Regions from separate parts of the Mus musculus genome. Here region 2 is linked to region 1. Evidence: chromatin contacts called from public Hi-C data. All regions are on one chromosome and are shown on one strand. The core of a region is the stretch at or near the end of the contact, and the rest is flanking DNA. Distances in the headings are between cores, read along the strand shown.

Region 1 (6,088 bases), core at 1,522-4,021:
AACAACCAAGCAAACAAACATAAGTCTACCATAACCAAGGCTATCACAAACAACAACAACAACAAAAAAAAACCCTGTCTGGGGAGAGATGGGGGCTCACCCAGAACCAAGAATTCTCCTGGGAAGAGTGTGCACCCCAGTTCCTTCAGATGGGGATACCTTAGGCCTCCAAAGTGTTGGCATTAAGGTACTGTTCACACAACCACAGTGGGGCCACCGTGCCTAAAAGCAACCCACCAGATTAGCACAGGAGAGTCTTAACCCATTAAGATGGCGAACACCTCAAATGCTCTTCGAGGAGCCGGCTAAGGCACAGCCAGCCGCCAGCTCCTCCTGCTCTAAAAACAGAAAGCAAATTCTTACTTGCCTCTCCCCAGAGCACCCAGTTCAAACCACTAATTACAGCCCAGGCTCCAGACACAGCCCTTCACTGGGCGCTGCCCATCTAGCCAGGTCCACCAGGGCCTTCATACCAAGCATTTCCTACAGATGGGAGACAGGGAGCCTAGCTTGGACAAGTGTCTGCCTGCGTGCTGAAGCAATGCACCATGGGAGAGAGCCCGAGGGAGCACATTCCTTTAACTGAAGGAATGCTGACATTCGGGATGAATTCTACCAGGACAGGGTGGGGAGAGGGCTTGCCTAGCCTACAGGAAGCCTGGGATCCATCCCCAACAACACACTACCAGGTGTCTAGGTGTACGCCTGGAATTTCTGCACTCAGGATGTGGGCAAAGAAGATCAGGAGTCCAACATAAAACAAGTTGAGACCAGTTGAAGCTACATGAGCCCCTCCCCCCACAGACGGGGGAGTGGTGGTGGGAAAATTAAACTGTGCTGCACCCCGCCAAAGCCAGTATTACCTCAAGAACTCACCTATTCTCCTGACAGGGGGAACCACTGGAATTTCTGTAAGAAACTCAATCTCTCTAATATTGAGATTTTTCATTTCTTTTTTGCTTTGATTCATCAGCCAAGCACGTGACAGAGTGAGCATGCTAATTCAGATGCCGATTATCACAAAAAAAAAATCTATTTTCTGTGCGGCACATGAGTTTAACCCCTACTGCATTCCTACATCTTCTCAAGATGCGGGGGTGGGGCCATACTCCCAAGGAACCTTTGCTTCATTTAATCCCGAGGGAATTTGCATGGTAAGTGGTGTCTCTGACTACCTGGTGTTCACAGGCAGACGGGGCGCCAAGCAAAGGGAGCTACTGGAGCGACTCCATAACTCCACTCAGCCTGTGCAGGAAGGAAAGGGGAGGCTGGGGAGGCTGGGAGGGAGGGTTTGAGTCTGTCAAAACATCATCCCCTCTGTCACTTCCCAGTTTAGATACACAGGAAGGCGGATGAGGAGGGGAGGTACTCCATCTTATGCTAGGAGCTTCGTTTAGTGGCAAACTGGGAAACGACCTCAGGGTCCTGAAAGCATTACTTTTAAAAGCGGTTTGCACAGAGGTGTTCATTTACTCCAGGAAGACAGAAGGGATAAATAAGTCTACATCAAACAGCAGGCCACAGAGCCACGGAACTCCTTCTGAAGCCAGATCCAACCAAGAGAACCAGGGAGGCGAGGTTCTTTCCCAACACGCCTGAAGCTAACCCTCCAAAACACCTGGACGAAGCCCCCCCTCACCAAGCTTGGCAGACAACCAGAAAACATTTTGCAATAACAAGGTCACAGGCTGCTAAGACAATATATAAAAACAATAGCCGTAGTCACTAGTGATAAAAGGTAGAGTTCGGGCTGGTGAGATGGCTCAGTGGTTAAGAGCGCTGACTGCTCTTCCAAAGGTCCTGAGTTCAAATCCCAGCGACCACATGGTGGCTCACCACCACCCGTAATGAAACCTGATGCTCTCTTCTGGAGTGGCTGAAGACAGCTACAGCGTACTTACATATAATAAATAAATAAATAAAGGTAGAGTTCGCTTTTAAGAACAACACAGTACCCCTCCGCCACCTTCACTCTGTGATGGCATTCTCCAAAGTTCCACGCACAGCCTGTTTTAAGCTCCCACCTGTCATGTTGTCCAAAGAAACGGGCGTCAACCTGCCCGTCTTTGTCCCTCAGAGCTTTCGCTGGCCAGAATGGAAATCCTTTCAGTTTTGCCCAGACCAAAGGGTGCGGATTGCTCTAGAAGAACAACAAAAGGCAGGGTTGGCGTTATATTTGGCAGCAAGACACACATTCAAGTCTGAAAGGTAACCTGAACGCAGGGAGGCAGGGAGGGCACAGCCCTGTGCTGATTAATTAGGCTTCCGTCAACCTGGCACAAGCAGAGTCATCTGGGAAGAGGGAACCTCAAGTAAGAAACAGCCTCCGTCGGACAGGCCTGTAGACAGAGCTGGAGGGCGTTTCCTTGATTGACATCTGTTGTGGGCGGGTCCAAGCCGCTGCTGGGCAGGTGGTCCTGGGTGTATTTACAAAGCAAGCTATGCAGGCCCTGAGAAGCAAGGCGGAGTGAGCCGATCTCCTCCAGGTCCTGTCTTAAGTTCCCTGGATAAAGGACTATATAAGCTAGAAGATGAAATTTACCCATGCCTCCCCAAGCTGCTGCAGGCCTGGGTGTTTATCACAGTAATTAGAAAGCAAAATAGGACATGAGCCAGGCAAGCAAGGGGACCCCCGGCAGGCGTGTAGCCTGAACAGCGCCTGCGCGAAGCTGAAAGCTAAAAGAGTGAATAAGGCTTGGGTCCTGGCTGACCCAAAAAGTCCACCTCCTTAGGCACCGCAGAAACAGTCACCACCTACTCTGTGCTAAGTTTGTACAAAATGTGGAGTTACACAAAAGTAAGAAGCTGCAGGAGCCATACTGTGTGCTGGGGCTCCCCCAAGCTTTAGCTCCACTGGTGTTTATCTCCAGAGGCAAGGAGAGGCCTGAGCCATCCTTTACTTAGCCGGTCTTGCCTGTTCGAACCCTCCACGCCACCGCTCTCTCCACCTCACCATGCCCAACTCTGGAGACCAGTGGTTCTCAACCTGTGGGTCTCGGCTCCCCTAAGGTCAATGGAAAATATAATTTTACTCTATGATCCATAACGGCAGCAAAATTACAGTTAGGAGATAGCAGCAAAACGTTTTTACGGCTAAAGGAACTGTACCAAAGGCTCACAGCATTGGGAAGGCTGGAAACCATTGCTTAAAACGTACTGGATTTGGTCAACGCCCAACACTGTCGAAGAAGAGTTTACCACATAGCTTTGCACTTCCATAAACCAACGATCTCTCTGGAGAGACAGACAGTCCCCCAGGGATGTGTATCTAGGGTCTTAAAACAGGAACTAACCAGACTTTATTTCAAATGACACAGCAAGCTGCAGCTGCGGTTCTGACACATCCTATGGTCTGCACCCCAATTGTCACAGTCCCCCTCGACAGTCAACCCAGTTACCAGGACACTTAATTCTGGAACAAAACGGTTCCGCCCAAGAGGCCGCCAAAGCCTGCTCAGTTCCCCTCCGCCCTGACTTTTTCAGAACAACTTCCATTAGAGCTTCCCAGTCTCGTCTCGTAAGTCCCCGGAGAGGGTCATCTCGGTGTAGCCACCAAAGGCACCAGAGTTTCCAAAAGTGAAACCAAAGAACGGGATCCAACTTACACAGGGCTCACAGAACCAGTTGTCTCGTTTTTGGCAAGCTGCAAGATAACATTCTGGACAGACTTCGATTTCATTCATCTGTAAAGAGAAAGATACATTAGAGTGTGGGGTCCCCGGGGCCTCCCATCTGGAAGCCCTACTAAGAGTGTGGGGCTCCCGGGGGTCCCCCATCTGGAAGCCCTACTAAATCCCCGACCCCTTTCCGTGCTTGGACTTTCATTTCAAGATCAGATTTTCTTCTTTTAGTTCTTCTTCTGTTTTTTTGGTTTTTGGTTTTTCAAGACAGGGTTTCTCTGTATAGCTCTGGCTGTCCTAGAACTCACTTTGTAGACCAGGCTGGCCTCGAACTCAGAAATCCACCTGCCTCTGCCTCCCGAGTGCTGGGATTAAAGGCGTGCACCACCACGCCCGGCTAGTTCTTCTTTTGTATTACAGGGCAGGCAGAGAGCGGCAGAATCTTGCCAGGTAGCTCAGGCTGGCCTCAAAGTGACCAAGAGAGTCTCCTGCCTCCGCCTCCCAAGTGCTGAGACCATAGGTTCACAACAGTACACACTCAGTTTGCTGACTGACTAATAACAACCAGGACATCAGCCACACCATGGCTGTCCTGCCCACCTTTAAGATGATATTCAAACAGGTGGACAGCACAGCTTAGAACCCACCAATGGTCTCACCTAAAGTCAAAGTTTACCCCGGACAAGCCCAGAGGCTTCAGAAAACAAGCCGCACATGACTCTGGGCCTGCACCACTTCATAGGTGGTCCAGGATGATGCACCACACACACAGAATCCACACAGCAGCTAACTCCACAGACTGAGCCCTACTGAGATATCCTGTGGTATCTACGGTCACGACACCTTAACACAACCAAGCCTACGTCTTCCACGCCTGAGTGTCTATTTACTTCTCACAGTGGGACAAGGTCAGACCACGATCATCTCATTTTAACTGCAGAAAGGGATGAAGCCCTAAAAATTCAAATATCCTACTGAGGGTCCCCTGTGGCAGAGAGAGGTAGGGCAGGGAATTGAACCCGGGCAGTGGATCTCTAAAGCCTGTGTCTCCTCAACATACTTAGCAGCTATTATTTTCCCGGTATTGGCGCTCTCACATTGCTCCTTGCCTCCTGATGCCATGCAGGGCCCATGTATGTAGCAGGTGATCTGCTACATCGTCATTCCTCAGCCCACATCCGTCCGCCTGAGCTAGTGTAACTAGGGACTGAAGTGGGAGGGAGCACTGTACCCCTCCTTCCAAAGGATAAGAGTGAGGGGTGCGTCAAGGCTTGCTGCCAACGCAATACAACCAGAAAGGACAGTGAAATGTTACTGTCTGCTGATCACCTGCAGGAAATACACACAGACGTATACTTTTTAAATTTACATAGATGGGCTGGAGAGGTGGCTCAGAGGTTAAAGGCACCTGATGTTCTTGCAGACAACATGGGTTCAGTTCCCAGCACCCACCTCAGGAAGCTTGAAAGCACAGGTAACTCCATTTCTAAGAGCATGGCCTCTGGTCCCTTCAGGCATCTGGATACTCATGATGGACATAAATACAAAGGTACCCATAAACACAATGAAGGAATGAAGGAATGAATGAATGAGCGAGTAAATGAATGAGTGAATGAATCTTTTACAAAGATAGGCCCTTCCTGTGCTGAAAGAACACACAGTTTCACACACTTGCACCCAGGTAGGTGTCCACACTGACATAGCTATCCTGGAAGCAGTCAGAAAATTGCCACCAACTAGTAGAAAGGCCCCATCTCTTGACATCATTGACATGCTGTTATCTGGGAATTTCATGCCTGAGAACCACACAATCAAGTTAGATGAGGGGGGGTGGAAACCCACCACGGCCGAGCAATGTGGCAGGAATGGTGGCATAGTGGTTACACCTCTACTCCCGGCACTACAGAGGCAGAGGCCAGCCCAACCTATGCAGCAAGTTCAAGGCTAGTCAGGATGTATAATGAGACCCCATTGAAAGAAAGAAAGAAAGAAAGAAAGAAAGAAAGAAGGGAGGGAGGGAGGGAGGGAGGGAGGGAGGGAGGGAGGGAGGGAGGGAGGGAAAGAGGAAAAAGGAGGAAGGGCTGGAGCCTTCCTTTGTGAATGATGTCATCGGCTACCTAACTCAATCCCAACTGTAGACGCCAAGGTCACACCAGACAAACTGACAAAGACTGGATTCCCTGCACAATTTCCTAAAGATTATTCCCATCTTCACTGCTGAACTAAGGGGCTCCTCCTGTAACACTGGGGTTCCCTCTTTCCTGCTCTGATGTTGCTTGAAGAGACATGATGCCATGCATGATACAGTGCACACAAAAGTCACTGCAGCCACCCACTGGGGTGCCCTGCCTCTAGGAGAGCCCCCAAACCGCGTACCTCGTGCTCACAGATTTTGATGACGACTTTTGCTATTTGCGTCAACTTGTGATTTCCTAAGGGAATAAGAAAAGAGGATTACTTCACAGGCA
Region 2 (6,088 bases), core at 2,248-4,747, 730 kb after region 1:
AGAGACAGAGACAGCTGGAGCAGAAGTTTATGTATCAAAGCAAACACCACAGACACACCGGAGCGGCTGCCCCACGGTTCAGTGTTACGGAGGCTAAGGATGCTTTCATGAATATTCATGAAGTAGGTAGCATATTCATGGAGTAAGTTATCCCTTGGAAATCCATTTTAGGGCATTTCTTCCCATGATCCTCTGAAGAAGCCCATAGGGACGTGACAAACCCATTACCAGAGTGAGGATATGATGACATCAGATCTTTGAGAGGCATGGGTCCTTCTGCACACACGTGTGGGCCAAGATCCAGAGATTTGTCGTCTCATATAGGAATAACTTAACAGCAGCTTCATGATGTTTAACCACAAAGAGGAGGACCTGTCTAACTCCTTACCAACCCAGTACCAAGGACCCTTCCCCTAGATCTAGGGAGGCCTTAGCCGTTGTGTGATTCAACGCCTCCCAGGGCCCTAAGTATCCCCACCACCCTCATCATCGCCTTACATTCTCGTTATTGGGGTGATGTCCCTGGATTTAAGAATCGTGTCTCTAGACGCTCCTTATTAAAACATGCATATCTTGTCTGAGAAGAAGTAATACATATTCATCAGAATAAATAAATAAATTTCCCATCAGTTCTCAGATGCGGGAGGCTTTGAGAGAGATGGGTGGGGTGTGAGGTAGGAGAGTTAGAGCTGAACCTACTCATAGTGTCGGAGTGAGCTTTTCTAGGGTGTGTGTGTGTGTGTGTGTGTGTGTGTGTGTGTGTGTTGTATGCATCTGTGTGTATGGAGGGTATGTGCACACATGTGTATGAGTGTAGGATATGCATGTGTTTGTGAGTGCCTGTTTCTAGGTAAATGCACAGGTACATGCGGGTGCACGAGTGTCCGAGCATGTGGGGGCCAGAAGTTGATGCCAAGTGTCACCTCTATCCATTTCCACCTTGTTTTTTGAGACAGGCTCTGTCACTAAGCCTGGAACTCACCAGCTCAGTCAGACTGGCTGGCCAATGAGCTGAGGGGATTCACCAGTCTCCACCCACTATACCCTGCTTTTTTTTTTTTTTTTTTTTTGCTTTGTTCTGTTTAACAGCAGTGCTGGGGACCCACACGGGCTCCTTCTGCCTTTGTGGCCAGCATCCCCTGCCCACAGAGCGACCAATCGTTCCATCAATCAATCATCTCCTTCACGGATATTGGCTGTGTCCTGTGGGCTGGACACTGCTTTGATCTGGTCTCGGCGGAGCTGACCTTTGTTCTAGTTTCATGTCTGTTGCTGTGATCAAATGTCCTGACCACAAGCAGCCTAGAGCAGAAAGGGTTTACGTTAGCCAACAATCCCAGGGGATCCTCTTGGGATCCTCTCCGTCACTGCGGGGATGTCAGAATGGCGGGAGCAGGAGGCAGCCAGTCACACACATCCACAGAAGCATCATCACACCTCTGAGGGCCAGGGGATCCTGAGAATTTGGAGGGAGCCACGAAAGACCGTAAATCTTGTCCTGCAGACAGGACTATGCACCCATACCCAAGATGCACCCTCACGTGTGCACACTCCCATGCACACACATTCACCACACACTTGCACATGTGTCCCCAGTGAGGCCATGGGTCACTAGCTGCAGTGATGAGCACCGAGACTTGAGAAGACAAAGCTCGGTGGGGCAGCAGTATAGACAGAGCACACATGCACACACACACTCACACATATTCGCATGTGTCCACGGTAAGGCTGTTTATTCACTAACTGCTGTGATGTGCTCAGAGCCCCGCCCCCTGCCCCCAACCCCTGCAGCACAGAATCTTCCGAAGTTGCAGTACAGGACAGAACAGGATTCTCTCTAATCAAAAGAAGCTGTCACAAGCCAATGAGGCTCGTGGGCAACTGCCCAGCTCTCTTCCTAAAGTTCCCAATGTCTATGGTGGCCAGGCCACAGGAGCAACGGTGGCAGGAGCATGCTGAGCCTGTGACATTGTCAGTGGCTGGGGCAGGGTCTCGGCCTGCTGAAAATCACAGCTCCTCTCTCTGTTGGCCAACTCCTTACCTTTCCTGAAGCCAGCCAAGAACGAGGGTGAAATTTGAATCCAGGACCTTCTACTTCATGCCAGGCTCAAACTCCAGCCGTCACATCTAGCGGGGGGGGGGGGTGTGCATGGGGAGGATAGCATCAGACTTCCCGTGACCGTGATCCTGAGTTCCCACTGAGAGGAGGTGATGCCCACTGGCCCTGGTTCTGTGTGGCCCAGAACATCTCCACTCATGTGCTCTCAGCCTAGCCTCCTCCAAACGCCATCTCTGGCCTAAGTGTAGCACCCAAGTGAAGCAAGCCCACTGGTTCACCTCTGGTGGGGTCACGGTGCTTCTCTGGGGGCTCTGGGTGGAGAGTCTCTGTGTGTAATCAGGGCTATGTATAAACGCCCCTCAGACCTCCCCAAGGCCAGGCCTGCCCCGGTGGCCTTCTTCCACACACCTGATGACTTTAGTCACCTCCAGTGATCCCTGCAGATACAGTACAGACCTCCAGCTGCGACAAAGGACCTTTGGTCACAGAATCTCCTGTCATATGACTACTCCTCCTCCTCCAGCCTGCACCAGGCCCAGGGAGAATGGTACAGAAAACCTGAGGCACACAGAAGTAAGACGCTGGCCCGGAAACCGGAGCCTAGAAAGTCCAGTGCAGAGTTCATGGGCTCCAGGCAGAGGCTAGCCCTCTATTACCCCTCTCTGTCATGCTCAGCACCTGGGGTCATATTTCCTGAGGCTACCTGGTTCTCATTTCCTGAACAGTGCCAAGGTGAAGTGTCACTGAGGCTTGTCAGCCACCCTCAGTCTCCACAGCTTTAAATGCACGGTGTCCTGGGTCATCTTGTACCGTCCATTCTGCTCTGGCGGGAGACCTGGAATACGACCAAGGCCCTGGACCCAGGTGCCAGGGGCCCAGTTCTTAACTGTGAGGCTCCTTAGCTATGGAGGTGTGGGCTGACTTCTGTCACTGTCCTTACCTTCCTCCCCACAGGGACCCTGTAGGGTGATCATGAGCATTTGCTGAGGAGATGTGCCCCATGCATGCCTAGCACACAGTAGGTGTTCAGCTAATGCCCATACCCTGGTGTCTCATAGGCCCCAACAGGACCCTGGATCTACCTCATCTGCTCACTGGGAGTAGATGTCCCCTTGGGCCCTTTGGCTCATCCTCAGCCTTGGGGACAGATGAGCTGGAGCAGAGAAAGAAGGGCCTGGGGAGTGACCTGCCAGCTCTGCACTCAGTCACTATTTAAGGAAGGCCCCGGGGGAAGCAGAGAAAGACAAATTCTTGGTGAGGACAGAGAAGCATGCCCACACAGCTCTGTGACCCTCACCGACAGGGAATCTGAGACAGATCCAGAGGGAGGAACCTCAGGATTCGTGGGAACTGTCTGCAGAGAGCAGCTTATGCAAAGGCCCTGAACCTTCCAAGCCACGATAGGGTGGTGGCGGCAGAGGTGGGAAGGAGTGGCCAGATGATGGTTAGAGCAGGAAGGAAGGGGGCGGGGAGGAGAAAACAGGCTCCTTGGAAGCCTCCACAGAGCAAAGAACCTTCCAGAGTTTCTCCAGCACAGCACCCATGCATTTCATTGGTCAAAAGTGACTTGATGGCTACCAGTCATCGCCAGAGAGGCAGGGCCCTGTGACTGGCTTCTGCCTCTGTCTGAGACCAATGTCGGCTTTTGTGGGTCCCAGAGCAAACTAAAACTGCAGGTATGCAGACAGGCGAGACAGCTCAGCGGGTAAAGGCACTCGCCTCCAAGCCTGACAATCAGAGTCCAATCTTCCAGGACTCACAAGTAAGAGGAAAGAACTGACTCCCACACGTGTGTGTGCACATGCACGCACATGCACGCACGCACGTGCGCGCGCACACACACACACACACACAGAGGAATAAATATAATGAAGTCAGAGCAAGAGGCCATATGGGAAGGAGTGTCCCACACTGTCCTTCAGGGTTCTTCAGAGAAAAGCCTACAGAACGAATATATGTCACAAAGGGATTTACCAATTGGATTGACTTACACAGGACTGAGTCCAACCGTAGCTGTTGGGAGAGGCTCCGAACCTGCTAGCTACTCAGTAGTGAGGCTGGATGCCTCAGCCTGGTCCCAAAGACCTGGAGGATTCCCAGAGAGAAGCTGGGCATCGATCTGGAATTGATTGGAAGGCCAAAGGACCTAGGTTCTGATCTCAGTGAAGGATGGTGGCGGCGGCGGCGGCAGCAGCATCTGGGTAGATGCACTCATCAGTGAAGAGTGAGTGAGGACAGGCTAAAGCAATGTATGGGCTGGTTTTGTGTGTCAACTCGACAAAAGCTAATCAGAAAGTTAGGAGCCTCACTTGAGGAAATGCCTCCTTGAGATCGAGCTGTAAGGCATTTTCTTAATTAGTGATCAATGGGGGGGGGGGTGTCAGCCCATTGTGGGTAGTGCCATCTCTGGGCTGGTGATCCTAGGTTCTAAGAAAGCAGACAGAACAAGCCAAGAAAATCAAGCCGGTAAGCAGCACCCCTCCATGGCCCCTGCATCACCTCCTGTCTCCAGGTTCTTGCCCTGTTTGAGGTCCTGCCCTGACTTCCTTTGGTGATGAACAGCACTGTGGAAGTGTAAGCCCAATAAACCCTTTCTTCCCCAACGTGCTTTTTGGTCCTGGTGTTTCATCACCGCACAGAAATCTTAAGTAAGATAATTAGTGTTGCCTTTCCTTCAGAACTCTTCATATCTGGGCCATCCTGGAAGGTGCCATCCGTTCCGGGGGATGGCCTCCCTCCTCCCCCATCTGCTAGTCCTTCGGGAAAACACTTTCACCCATCCACCCAAACGCATCTCTTAGTTGACCCCAGATCCAATCAAGATGCTGCTAAGACTAGCAGTCACCCTTGAACGCGTAGAAGCAGAGCTCACACTAACAAAGTCACTTTCTCTTCCCAGTGATGAGCTCAGGCCCGTTCAGTTCTTTCTTCTCCACTTTCTTCTCTGCTGCTTGGGTTCCCAGAATAAAGCCAGGCCCTCCTGTGGCATATCTGAAAGAGAGTCCATAAAACCCAATGGCACCGGGCGGTGGTGGCGCAAGCATTTAATCCCAGCACTTGGGAGGCAGAGGCAGGCGGATTTCTGAGTTCGAGGCCAACCTGGTCTACAGAGTGAGTTCCAGGACAGCCAGGGCTACACAGAGAAACCCTGTCTCGAAAAAACAAAAAACAAAAAACAAAAACAAAAACAAAACAAAAAACAACAACAACAAAAAAATCCAATGGCTTTGGTGGCTCCTGTTTGTCATATGTAATGCCCCTGCCTCTGACTGGGAACTGCATCTGGAACTACTCATCTGACCCTTAAGCCAACTGAGTGGGTTTTTTTTTTCCCCCTCTGTAGAGTGGTAAGAGTGTCACCAAGTCACTGAGCACTGTGTCAGGTCTGAATGTCACAACTGGTTCTTCAAAGGCGTCGGGACATACGCATGTGGGCAGTTTCTACCTTCAAGTGACTCCTGAACACCCCCTGGCCCCCACTACCCCTCTGCCTTGCCTCTTAACTCTGAAGCAGGCAGGGGCTCCCTCTCAAGACAGCCTTGCCCACAGCGCCACCTGGTGGTCATAGTTCTAAATGGTTCCAGTGGTAAGTGGGGGAATTGGGGGAAGACAGTAAGCATGGTTTAGCGGCCACACCCCCCACAAGCACCTCTGTGGGTGACAAGGGTTTCCTGTGTTCTCCTGGATCCAAATGGAAGAAAGACGAAGGGCAAAGGAGAGAAGGGAACAGAAGAGGAAAGAACAGAAAAACAAACAAACAAACAAACAAACACCCAAAATCACGCCCAGAGACCCAGCACAAGGCAAAGAAAACCCAGAAAGGGCGCGGGGGGGGAGGGGCGCGGGGGGAGGGGAGGACAGAATCAAAAATAATGACCAGAGAGAGAGAGAGAGAGAGAGAGAGAGAGAGAGAGAGAGAGAGAGAGAGAGACCTAAGAAAAACCGTTGAGAAACTAACGAAAAGACGCTTATACGTCATTCGGCCTTTCAGCCTGGCCGCTTATCCAAACAGCCTAGCCTCAGCCACCC

Evidence for each region. A called contact is a pair of places that touch in the nucleus more often than the background predicts.
Region 2: a contact with region 1 is called in a Hi-C map of pro-B cells, with 7 times the contacts expected there. The contact joins two enhancer-like sites. A contact is called at or near these places in 2 of 15 datasets of contacts at CTCF or cohesin (embryonic stem cells and large pre-B cells), 11 of 484 Hi-C or Micro-C datasets (the G1E-ER4 cell line, the N1E-115 cell line, cortical neurons and 6 more), 5 of 115 datasets of contacts at active chromatin or transcription factors (SST interneurons, T-cell acute lymphoblastic leukemia, bone marrow-derived macrophages and 2 more) and 1 of 9 other capture datasets (embryonic stem cells).

Annotation. Positions count from the first base shown.
Region 1 is chr2:165,831,285-165,837,372 of GRCm38.p6, forward strand. Zmynd8 (zinc finger, MYND-type containing 8) reads right to left here. Exons shown (of 23, transcript NM_001363020.1): 8 at 5,997-6,052; 9 at 3,606-3,683; 10 at 2,025-2,140. Among named protein-coding and RNA genes, the nearest start is that of Gm11465, 47 kb to the right of the region's middle. Within about 2 kb of position 2,772, at least 31 of the 459 cell types and tissues checked have an H3K27ac peak or open chromatin away from gene starts, as enhancers often do. A contact at or near this core is called in pro-B cells, where this site is marked.
Region 2 is chr2:166,558,479-166,564,566 of GRCm38.p6, forward strand. It overlaps Gm29679 (predicted gene, 29679), which reads left to right and starts at 6,044. Exons shown (of 2, transcript NR_152154.1): 1 at 6,044-6,088. Within about 2 kb of position 3,498, at least 9 of the 459 cell types and tissues checked have an H3K27ac peak or open chromatin away from gene starts, as enhancers often do. A contact at or near this core is called in pro-B cells, where this site is marked.